3 separate regions of the Mus musculus genome follow, and regions 2 and 3 are each linked to region 1. A link is a contact called in public HiChIP or PLAC-seq data. All regions are on one chromosome and are shown on one strand. The core of a region is the stretch at or near the end of the contact, and the rest is flanking DNA. Distances in the headings are between cores, read along the strand shown. Region 1 overlaps Cdh22 (cadherin 22). Region 2 overlaps Zfp663 (zinc finger protein 663). Region 3 holds the start of Elmo2 (engulfment and cell motility 2).

Region 1 (3,772 bases), core at 830-3,329:
ACCTCTACCTGCAGTTCCTGTGGGAAGTCTCTGAAGTGAGGATGGTGGCCAGCTTGGGACAGTTTTGTGCCCCACACACAGCCCAAGACTTCCCAGAGTTTAAAGCCACTTGTATAGCCTGGGCTGGTGACTCCTTCCTATAATCTCAGCACTTGGAAAGCTAAGGCAGGAGAATTGCTGCAAGTGAGAGGCTAGCCTGGGCTATATAGCAAATTCCAGACCAACCTGGACTGTAGAATGACAAACCTTATTAGTAAAAAGAAACATGGAACTGGAGGTGTGGCCTAATTGGTAGAATGCTTACCCAGCATACATGAAGCCCCAGGTTCGATCCTCAGTACTGCATAAACTTGGTGGGATGGTGTAAGGTTGTGATCCCGACATCCCAGAAGTAGAGACAAGAGTATCCAAAGTTAAAGTTATCTTTGGCTATACTGGGAGCTTGAGACCTGGTATGGGGGCCAGGGACACACCAAGCATATTTTAAAAATTCTCTTGTCTACTATTTCCCTTTTTAAAATTGTTGTTCTCCATAAAGAGAAGCATGGCTGTTTGGCTGCATGACCAAGTGTATCAGCCCCTTTCTCAGATGAAGAAACAGAGACTCACAGGTTAAGTGGCTTGGCTAAGAAGACCCAGATGGCCTTCTGACATGAAATTAGCTCTTCTTACTCTGTGTCTCCACCTCTGCTCTGCCACCTGCCATGAAATAAAACTGGGGACAACAACTTAGGGCTCCTGGGACAAAGTCTTGAGACACTGGGGACAATGGCACCAGAAGCCATTTGAACTCCAGTATCGCTGGTGAGAAGAGATGTGAACAGCCTGTGGCTGCTGCCACAGCCAACCAAGTGCTGACTGTAGACAGAACAGCCAGAGTTAGGGGTTCTCCTGGGACCACGCTCACTAGCCCTGCCCAGTCCCCCACGAGATGACACCCCTCCCCTTGTGCTGCTACACCCCTTCAGATCCCCCACAGAGGCCCCGAACAGACTCTGCCCAGCCAGGAGTACAGCCCCTCCTTCCCCACCACAGCCCACAGCTCAGAAACCCTTTTTTTCCAGAGGGTGCACTTTACAGCGGTTTCATTTTCCAAGGCAGTGCAAACAAATTTCTGCCTAATTGCCCACAAACGAAGAAAGTGCACATCAGTGCTCTAAAGGTGACGGGCTGAATCGCTGATCAGGTCTGGCACATCTGTCGCCCGCCGCCCGCAAACCCTACCATCTGCTCTCGTGGGCATCCCCTCCACAGCTCCAGGTCTCCAGCTCCAAATGCCGTCCATCTATCTTCTCTACATCTCTCTTGACACCTTCCTTCCCTCCAGCCCTCCCTCAGGGCCTGTCCCCAGCCCCCACGTCCTTCCCTGTTGTAAGCTACCATGTTAGGTGGTGAGCTCCTACCCTGTGCTGTGGCCCTCACAGCTGGCCCTGACCACAGGCCTGGCTGGATCTGTCTGGAGCAGCAAGAAACATCTAATTGCTGCCACGGCGCTTGGCATGTGTCTGTCCATTCGTGTGTCCATCCACCCATCCAGCAAATCCCTCTCAGGTACTAGGCTGTTTCCACAATAGGATTTACCACTGAGCAAAGTTGTTTGTTTGTTTCTTTAATTCTTTCTTGGGGCTTAAGAGATGGCTCAGCAGTTAAGAACACTGACTACTCTTCCAGAAGACCCGAGTTCAATTCCCAGCACACACGTGGCAGCTCACACCCATCTGTAGCTCCAGTTGCAGGGGATCTGGTTCCTCTTCTGGCCTCCATGAGCGTTGAGCACATACGTGGTACAGAGACATACAGGCAGGCAAAACACCCACACGCACAAAATAAAATGAAATTTAAAATTATTATTGATTTCATACATGTATACAATGTATCTTGATCGTGGCCACCCCCAGGCCCCCAGACCTTTCCTACGTGTATCCTTCCCACCTCAGGTCCTCTTTGTGTCTTCTTTATAGCTCACGGAGTTCCACTAGCGCTGCCAGAGCGTGCACCAGAGCGAGGCCATACACTGGAGCGTGGCTGTGTACTGGGCGTGGTTAGCCCACCAGTGGCCACACCCCTGAATAAAAATGACTCCTTTCAGTTTCCACCAATCAGCCAATGACTTTAGGGTTGAGGGTGGGACCTTGTTGGCCCCTCCCCTATCCTTGCCGGGCTATTGACTGGCTTGACCGTGTGGAGCTCTTCACAGAGCTGTGGGTCCAGAAGCCTGCATTCCCCGGCACCCCTCCCCGCCCTCCAGCTCTGACATTCTTCTTTGCCCCCTTTCCATCACATTCTCTGGGCCTTGGTGGAGGGAGGGGGGTAGTGGGAAAGAGAAAGATTATTTTAACTTTAAACGTATGGAGTTTGAGGTTCTCTTGGTCAACCGAGGGGACTGGAAGTTGAATGTACCTGGATTTCAGGGGTGAAAGATGCTGGAGTTATTGGCGGAGGGAAGCTAAAGCCACGGCGTGCAGAAGAGTGCCAAAAGAGGGAATGTTATAAGGGAGTAGGTCCTTGGGAGCTGGGGAAGCAGGAAGGAGAACCTGGCTGGATGACAGAATACAGTGTTAGGAAGGAGGGAGGAGGAGGAGGAGAGAAACAGGAAGTCCTGAAGGCAGATGAAGAAAGACAGAAGCACAGAGAGTAGGTCATTCATTCACTACCCCCCTCAGTTGGGTCTCCAGGCAACTCTTCATTCATTCATTCATTCATTCATTCACTCCATTCAGCAAGCACACATCCCGTGCTTTTCCATGCCAGGCATGAGGCTAGGGAGACATTTTCCAGGCCCCAGAGGATATTCACTGGGGTTAACTTGGCAAGACCCAGCCTGTGGCTGAGATAAGAAAAGGGAAGTCCCAGAGGCAGATCTAGGACCCACTGAGGACCCACAGTTGTCAAGGATTCCCTGCAGCTGCTACTGGTGACGAGGCCACACCGAGAACCAATGGAATCCTTCCCGTGGGGACCTGGAGTGGGGTCGCCTGGGTAGAAATCTCACAGAGAGAACCCTGAGGGTCCTGATCTGAGACAAGAAATAGGAAGCACAGACGTCCGGGGGGGGGGAGGGGCGACGGGGGACAGAGGAGGGCAGGGACAGAGGGTTTCGTCCTTCTTGGGCCTGGTGCCTTCACCCTTCCAGCGCCTAGAACTGAGGATGGAGACTCAAGGGTTAATTCTGGCCCTCAAATTGGGTGACAATCCTTAGCACCGCTCTGCATCACTGAAGCTCAGCCGTCAGGTTGGGGGCTGGAGGGGGGTCCAGGCAGTACCCTACGCTGGGCTCAGCCCTCACTCTGTGTCCCTATGTCTCCTATCCCACCCCACCCCACCCCCACAGTTCTTGCTCTGCTGATCCTCACTCTCAGGCGGCACCACAAGAGCCATCTGAGCTCAGACGTGGATGAAGACATGCGGGACAATGTGATCAAATACAACGACGAGGGCGGCGGCGAGCAGGACACCGAGGCCTATGACATGTCAGCGCTACGGAGCCTCTACGATTTTGGGGAGCTCAAGGGTGGCGACCCGGGCGGGGGCGCGGCCAGTCCCCCGCAGGCTGCTTCCTCTTCTGAGCGCCACTCGCTGCCTCGGGGGCCGTCGAGCCCCGAGCCGGACTTCTCGGTGTTCAGGGACTTCATCAGCCGCAAGGTGGCGCTGGCGGACGCGGACCTATCGGTGCCTCCCTACGACGCCTTCCAGACCTACGCGTTCGAGGGCGCGGGCTCGCCGGCCGCCTCGCTCAGCTCGCTGCACAGCGGCTCGACCGGCTCGGAGCAGG
Region 2 (3,772 bases), core at 436-2,935, 240 kb before region 1:
TTGAAAGGGGGATTTGAAAGCTAGAAGATAGCAAAAGTATATATTTTTAAATTAACTCAATAAAGTGTGGCTTTGGAATGGTGAGTTGTGTGATTGTATTATTGAATTCAACTTCTGTGGAGTTTTGTACAGGGGGAATGTAGACTTTAAATATCCTCTTTATGGCCTGGGCTTCCTATGGATGGTGTAGGTTAGGGGTGGAGAGAGACAGCCTGAGTATCAGCCCTTACTTATCTTAGGCCATATGGTGCTGCTGTAACAAAATACCCGAGGCTGGTCAGTTTACATTGAAGACAAATTTGTTTCTCACAATCTGGGAGGCTAAGTCCAAGACCAAGGGGCTAGAATCTGGTGAGGATCTTATCTTTCATCTCCTAGCAGTGGACAGTAAAAGGAGGGGAAGGGGAGGGGAGATGGGCAAAACATGGGAGCAAAGCCCAGAGCTTTTGGCATTGGTGTTAATCTAGCCCTTATGCCCAGAACACCTCCCCCTGTTGCATTCGGATTAACTTTCCAACACAGAGATTTGAGGAGATGCAGTCATCGTAACCCTGTAGGCCGATGACACGTTTATCAACAGTATCCATATGTACTCAGCAAAGTCTCTCTCTCTCTCTCTCTCTCTCTCTCTCTCATACACACACACACACACACACACACACACACACACACAGTGTAACTCGCAAAGCATCATAAATCAGCCTGTTCCCTTTTTACTTTCCATGTTCCCGTTAAATGTATACTGCTGTGCTTGTTCCGCTCCTGGGCCCTGGATGAAACCTTACAAGCCAGTGTGCTTGGGCAATAAATAACCAGCAATAAATGGCTTGCTGGGCAAGTGATTGCTACACTGTTGGTGAGTCCTGCTGGGGGAGTGGGCGACAGCTTCTTTCCTCTTTGGTCCATATCTTCGAGTCCCTCGCTTTGCCATCCTGTTTCATAGCACCACAACGGCTGGGACTGGGAGGACATCCTGTTTAGTGAGGCTTGGGATGATGGACCACCTCTCTCAGCCGTTGTCCATTTGCGGCACTGATGGAGTCACGGAGTCACGGCAGGCTCGCCACTGGTTGTCCTCTGAAGCCGTGTGCCTCCGGACTTGCTGTTGGTCCCTCAATGGAAGGTGGGCTTCTTCAGAAAAATTAACTCTTCTGAGATCTTCCTGTGAGGCCTCCTGGGGCCTCACACCGAGCTCAGCTTTCTCTAGATATCTCACCCTTCTGAGAGGTTACCAGGAGAGTTCTATTACCACACCACACCCCAGTTTTTCTCCATCACTTCTCTGCAGCAAGCCAGCACAGATGGGGCTTGACCCAAGTCATCCTCACCTTTGTCTCCAGTGTCTAGATTAGGGTCATTGAATGGTAGCAATCCCCTAAGTGTCCCCAACTTCCTCCGTGAAGCCACCCCTGCCTGCCCCTGGCCTCCCTTTCTGCCTCAGAGCTTAAGAAGGTGACTCCCTCGAAAGCCCATCAAAGCAGGCTGGGGCGTGTCCTGGGACCTGGGGCTGAGAGAAACCTGGTCCTCCCTCCCAAGGTCCCCACTGACCTCTTTGTGATTCTGAATGTCCTAAGGCCTCAGTGAAGCTCAGACCCAAACCGAACTCCCAGCTCACGGCTGGTGAGGCGAAAGCAGGATCTCAGCGTAGGCGCTAAACTTGACTTCCTGGAGGATGTTCCCATAATGCACAGCAGAGGGCTCTGGTCCCAAACGTAAAGGCTACAGTTTCCCTGGACTGAAAGCTCTCAGCCCACTCCTGTCAGCTCAGCCTCCCCTCCTCCCTTTTCATTAATCTATTACACAGCGGCTCACAATGCTGAGGAGACCATTCCAGAGACTTACTTGTGTCACTACACGGGTAATTAAATTGTGTAGATTTACATTTTAATTACATACTCCTTTGTTTCTGCTTCCTTTTTTTTTTTTTCTTTTTCCAAGGGATAATACACGCATCCCCAGGAATCAATAACACCCTCGATGGGGTGAAACCTGGTACTTCTGTTCCACGAACTGCAAAATCTTACCTATTATATCTGTGTGTGCACCTCCAGAAGACAGCAATGAATGAATGAATGAATGAGTGAATGAATGAATGAGTGAATGAATGAATGAGTGAATGAATGAATGTATATACATCACAAGCAAATAAATGTCCAGCATATTTGTAATACTCTAATCCCACAGAAAAGGGATCAATTAAGACAAAAATACCTTAGAAGGTTCACTTGAGGAGCTAACATTCTAAAAATAAAGGTTTAGAAACATTGAATGAAAGAGGGAGAGTGGATTAGGAAATGAGAATGCCACAGCTGGAGAGATGGCTCAGTGGCTAAGAGCACTGACTGCTCTTCCAGTGGTCCTGAGTTCAATTCCCAGCAACCACATGGTGGCTCACAACCATCTGTAATGGGATCTGATGCCCTCTTCTGGTGTGTCTGAAAGCAGCCACAGTGTACTCATATACATAAGATAAGTAATTTAAAAAAAAATGATAATGTCACTACAGCATGCCAGAACTTAGGGATGTTTAATCAGTTCTTCTAGAATTTGGGGTGTAGCATTCTTCTGCCCAGCCTCTGCCTAGCCTCAGCAATACCTGATTCAGTCATTGCTCAGTATGGATCCACACCCCAAAATGGAAAGTCTACCGTTCCACTCTGTCCCCAAGTGTCCTCTGGCTCCATCGGCATTTCCACCCTCTTCTTCCCTATCTCACCCATAGGTCGCTGTGGGGCCCCAAGGTACTAGATCAGGTCTCACTTTGTAGGGAATACATAGGTGTGGAACTTACGGTTGCTTGCTCTCTCTCATCTGCCCTCCTTCATTTGGCGGCTGCAGGAACGGTATAAGCAGGCACAGCTGCTGCCTGAGCTGCCAGGAAACCTTGGCATTGTTTGCTGTATATTTGCTGGGCAGGCGTGTAGCATGCATGAGCTGTGGGGCCCCAGAGACTTCCACACCAATTTCAAAGGCAAGTCAGGTTGTATGTGGCCAGGTTGGAATCCCTGCCGGCAACCCTGAAGGTACCGTGTATTAGGATGGGGTGAGGGGCTAAGACAAACTGCAGTGGGGATTCCAGGGGATTAGAGATGCCAGGGTTGTGAGCATCTGCCAAGGAAAGCTACAGGTGGCAAGCTGAGTCAGCCCAGGATGGAGATAGAACTGCAGCTGGAAAGAAGTATGGCGGACTTTTCAAGACGTGAAAAGGCGCTATTCCAACATGTGACCAACTCTTCAGAGGCCTGCATCCCGCTAGTGTGACCCTTCCACGCATGAGACCATAAGGTCATGCTCTCTGCTTCCTGTCTGTGGGTCAAGATGTGAGCTCTCAGCTCTTCTTGTCTCTATGCCTTCATCTCACCATTGCGAACTCCAACCCTATGCAACGTAAGACCAAGTAAATGCTTTCTTTTATAAATCGCCTTGGTCTTGGTGTTTTGATCACAGCAACAGAAAGGTAACTTGGACAGCTGGGACCCTTAGATAAGGATGGAGTAGGTTTTGTGCTATGAGCTGAGAATGGGACTTTGGGGGCAGGTTTGGATCAGCATAATTTGGATCTGGAATGTCTTGCAAAGGAGGTTAGCCGATTGCACCTTCCATATCCTGCCACTTTGTGCTTAGAGAGCCCTTTGTGTTCTGAGACAGCAGACCCCCAAGTTCAGGGTGCTGTTGGGCCCAAATACCAAGGGAAAGAAAAGGTGTCTGTGCTTGAGGGGCAGGGGCAGAGAAGAAAAAAAAAAAACAAAACTCTGCAGCAGGCGCAGGCTGC
Region 3 (3,772 bases), core at 872-3,371, 210 kb before region 1:
CCCAGGGCAGAGGACTCACTGAAGCCCATTATGAAGGGTGGTAGATTGCTCAGCCAGTTGTGTGGAATTGTGTTCTAATTGCACATGGCCTTGTAAAGTGGGAAGCTGGCTGAAGAGGGGAGGACTATGGGAAAGCCATTATTGGTGGTGAGGTGAGACTTTCTGGTGGTGTGGTGGTGGGTGCATTGTGCTGGTTAGCTTTTGTCAACTTGACACAAGCTAGGGTCATCTGGAAAGAGGACACCTCAGTTGAGAAAATGCCTCCATTAAATTAGGTTTTTAAGCAAGTCTGTGGAGCCTTTTCTTGATTGGTGATGGTTGTGGGGAGGGCCCAGCCCACTGTGGACAGTGACACTCCTGGGTTGTATAAGAAAGTGCTGGAGCAAGCTACCTGGAGCAAGCCAGTAAGGAGTGCTTCTTCTTGGCCTCTGCTTCTTGGTTGTTGCCTTGACTTCCTGCCCTGATTTCCCTCAGCTGTAGACCTCGGGGGTGCAGGCCAAATCAACCCTTTCCTCCCCCAAGTTGCCTTTGGCTGTGATGTTTTAGCACAGCAATGGAAACACAAACCCAGACATCCATGTTCTGAAGGTGACATCAAGGCCCTCGCTGGCTCCCCAAGTTGGACTGACTGAATGGAATACTCTTTGGTTTGTCATTGGTGCCTTAGGGGGAGGGGAAATGGGGACACATCTGTTTAAACGTCCCTGCAAACACCCTGTTTCAAAATAGGCAGCAAACAAAGAAATAAACAACCCACCACAAAGAGGATGCTCACAAGACTACGGAGGACAATAAGAGATAATAATGTGAATCTGATAGGGTCGTATGAGGCTCCCACAGAGCAGCAAAGGACCTGGGGTCCAGAATGGTGCTGCAGACAAGGGTGGCTACCCTATGTTCCAGCGTAAAGCTATTTTGGAACACGGCCATATGCTTTATCCTGGGTGGCTTTCGATAAAACAAAGACAGAGACTGGCTGGAAGCAGGCAGTATGTGAACCTATTGGAAGTGTGACTGGCCGGCCCCTGCACAGGCCTTATTAGCACTGTGATTGTGGGAGGGGAGCTTTGCTTCCTGGGCACCATCCTGTTCACCAGCTGATAAGAATCCGCTTCAATTCAATTCAATTGCAGGAGTCAATGTAACTGTGCCTGTAAAACTGCTTCAAAGACAGTAAAAGGTAGCCATTATTTCCATCTCTCTGCTGAGCGGCCAGCCGAGTCTCTACAGAATGGATAACAAAATGTCTGTCTTCTGGCATTGTCCTAAGGATCTGCTAAGAGAAATGATTAAAAAAAACAAAATTTGGAGTTAAACAGGGAGATAGCGTCTTGCTGTATAGTCACCGGTTGTATAGTTAGTTGGTCCCATAAGACCCCTAGTCTTTTCTTCTGCAACTGGGGATCGCATACTAGCCCTCCCTACCAGCCTGCTGTGAGCTTTAAGGGAGATGGCAGGAGTGAGTCCTTGGCGCTGTGCCCGGCCTTGTTAGATCCGCAGGTGCGGTGACGAACGCCACCTCCCACGGATCCCTACCAACAGCACAGCTGAGCTGTACCCCTCTGCCTCTGCTCAGCGCCCACGGTCAGCCCTGGGTGCCGGTATAATTAGCTCCATCTCCGTAGTGAGCAGCCGCGGCTGCTCATAGCCTCTGACACGACTGTCACCTCCCACTCAGTTCCCTAAATCAGCTATTCCCATCGTTGAGTCGGATCAGGTGAGCATCACCAGAGGATAGCTTGCTCCTTACAACAATGGGTCTCAAGGACCCAGAGCGCGCCCCCTCCCCGCCCCTCCAACCTCCTTCACCCGGAGGCTGTGTACAGAAATAAAAGAGAAAAAAAGTTTGGGTGGGGAGCAGCCTCTAGTGTCTGCTGGGAAATCACGTTCCTTTAGACCCAATAGCCTGCAGAAGAATGGTAGTCTGTCTCTTTAAGAGGCCTCCGCGGAGGGGAGGGGCCAGCCGGCGTCGCTCCAGCCCGCGCCCTCAGTTAGGCCCGCCTCCCTTTTATTGACAGACAAACAACCCAGTGAAAGCGAGACTTTTCATCTTGACAGCAAAGCGGAGCAATAGAAGCCCGGGCCGCCCTTCGCAGGGCGGGGCTTCAGGAGGGCGGGGCAGACGGGGCCAGTGGAGCGGCGGCGGGACGCGGGCGCGGAGCTGGGCCTCGGCGGGTGCCGGGTGAGTGAGGGACGCTCGGGGCTCGAGGCAGAGAGACAGAGTGTTGAGGGTTGGGAGCCGGGGACCGAGGTTGGGGTTGAGGCGGAGGGCAGCGTCTGCCCGACCTCCAAGCCCGGGCACGGTGCCGATCCGGTAATCCCCCTGCGGTCGGTACCGGCCCTCTTTCCTTCTCCACTGCCCGGCTTCGGTCCAGGCCGCTCTCATTCGCTTCTTCCCGCAGCATTGCAATGCCCGGGGTGCTCCGGTGCTGGTTTCCACCCTCCCCTTTTTCCGGGCCCTGCAGATCTGGTCCTTCGCCGCCCTCCCTAGGCTTAGGCTGCTCCCGGCCTGGTTCTGTTCCTTCTCCATCCCTCGCTCTGGCCACCCTCAGAGTCCGCCGCCCCTACGTCTAGTCTAGTAAACTTTTTTTCATCTTCCCAGTCTTCCTTCCGAAGGCTTCCGGGGTCCCGAGTTCTGACCCTGGTGCGACACTCTGAACATTCTGGTGTCCCTACACATCAGTAGCTTTCAACAGTTTGAAAGTGTTGATTGACGTCTGCCTGTCCCAGCAGGTAGGAATGCCCAGGAGGAAGAAGACCTTACCTGATGTTGCTCCATGCACCCACAGCGTCTCAGCAGGCCAGACACTATAGATGTTTACTAAATGAATGAACGAAGGGCTAGAGTTTGCCTGGGGGATGCAGCCGCAGCCCCTGACATCCCATCTGTTGTGGGTGGAAGCCACCTTTTGGAATGCTTTCTGTGTGCCGGGCACTAGGCCAACCTGGGCTCTCCAAAAGAGAAATAATGCAAGTCACATTTGTTAATTAAACTTTTCTAACAGTCACATCTCAGGAATGTAAAATATGTAAGTGGAATAATTTACTCATGCTTTAGTTAATACATTTCAGATTATAATTAGGAATTCACATAACCAATGTAAAATCACGTTAATGGAGTTGTTGACTGTTTGTGTGTGTGTGTGCTAACTTCTTGAGCTCTGGTGTGCCTCACTCTTGGGACAGCACTTCTTGCTTCTCAGAAGAAGCACGGCAGCCATTTGTCAAGTGGTCGGTCAGTAACCACATTGCTAGGGTGGCTGCCTTGGCTGTGAAGTGCTCAGTAGTGTGCAAATGTGAGGGCGTTTAGTTCGAGTTGTGGTCTTTTGAGGAGACTATCATTATTTGCATTTACAGATTAAAAATAGCAAAGATCCTAAAAGAGTTTACCTGCCCAGATTCATTCTACCGTTTGGAGCAAAAGAGACAGGGCTGGTTCAAGAAGGGGTTTCTCTGTGTAGCCCTGGCTGTCCTGGAACAATCTCTGTAGACCAAGCTGGCCTCTGATTAAGGGCATGTTCTACCATGCCCAGCTTGTCTGTTGCTCTTGAATCTTGTTATTCTTTTTATGTTTGATGCTGCTTCTAAGAGGTGCCAAGAAAGTTTGGGGTGCAGGGTATGAAGACTAGACTGCTTTTAAAAATGATGATACCAGTATTTAGCATACTCTGACACGCTCTGTGCCTAGGTCATATCTTCCTGGGTGGCTCACGAGCAAACATAGGTAAGAAATACCTGCCCTGGGTTTGGAGGTATGCACCGGTAGCCAGAG

The links. HiChIP or PLAC-seq counts read pairs in DNA pulled down with a chosen protein or histone mark.
Region 2: a contact with region 1 is called in an H3K4me3 HiChIP or PLAC-seq map of embryonic basal ganglia, with 2.4 times the contacts expected there. The contact joins two enhancer-like sites. A contact is called at or near these places in 1 of 15 datasets of contacts at CTCF or cohesin (large pre-B cells), 2 of 484 Hi-C or Micro-C datasets (bone marrow-derived dendritic cells and bone marrow-derived macrophages) and 4 of 115 datasets of contacts at active chromatin or transcription factors (embryonic basal ganglia, embryonic stem cells, forebrain and 1 more).
Region 3: an H3K4me3 HiChIP or PLAC-seq map of neural tube shows a contact between it and region 1, with 4 times the contacts expected there. The contact joins the promoter of Elmo2 here to the enhancer-like site in region 1. A contact is called at or near these places in 2 of 39 promoter capture datasets (embryonic stem cells and hippocampal neurons), 1 of 15 datasets of contacts at CTCF or cohesin (large pre-B cells), 16 of 115 datasets of contacts at active chromatin or transcription factors (SST interneurons, embryonic basal ganglia, embryonic forebrain and 9 more) and 3 of 9 other capture datasets (adipose tissue, liver and pancreatic islet).

Annotation. Positions count from the first base shown.
Region 1 is chr2:165,112,253-165,116,024 of GRCm38.p6, reverse strand. Cdh22 (cadherin 22) reads left to right here. Exons shown (of 12, transcript NM_174988.3): 12 at 3,332-3,772. Among named protein-coding and RNA genes, the nearest start is that of Gm36690, 8.4 kb to the right of the region's middle. Within about 2 kb of position 2,079, at least 33 of the 459 cell types and tissues checked have an H3K27ac peak or open chromatin away from gene starts, as enhancers often do. A contact at or near this core is called in embryonic basal ganglia, embryonic limb bud, neural tube and 1 more, where this site is marked.
Region 2 is chr2:165,347,609-165,351,380 of GRCm38.p6, reverse strand. It overlaps Zfp663 (zinc finger protein 663), which reads left to right. Exons shown (of 6, transcript NM_001379474.1): 6 at 1-84. Among named protein-coding and RNA genes, the nearest start is that of Gm29831, 18 kb to the left of the region's middle. Within about 2 kb of position 1,685, at least 5 of the 459 cell types and tissues checked have an H3K27ac peak or open chromatin away from gene starts, as enhancers often do. A contact at or near this core is called in embryonic basal ganglia, where this site is marked.
Region 3 is chr2:165,324,828-165,328,599 of GRCm38.p6, reverse strand. It overlaps Elmo2 (engulfment and cell motility 2), which reads left to right and starts at 2,121. Exons shown (of 21, transcript NM_080287.2): 1 at 2,121-2,182.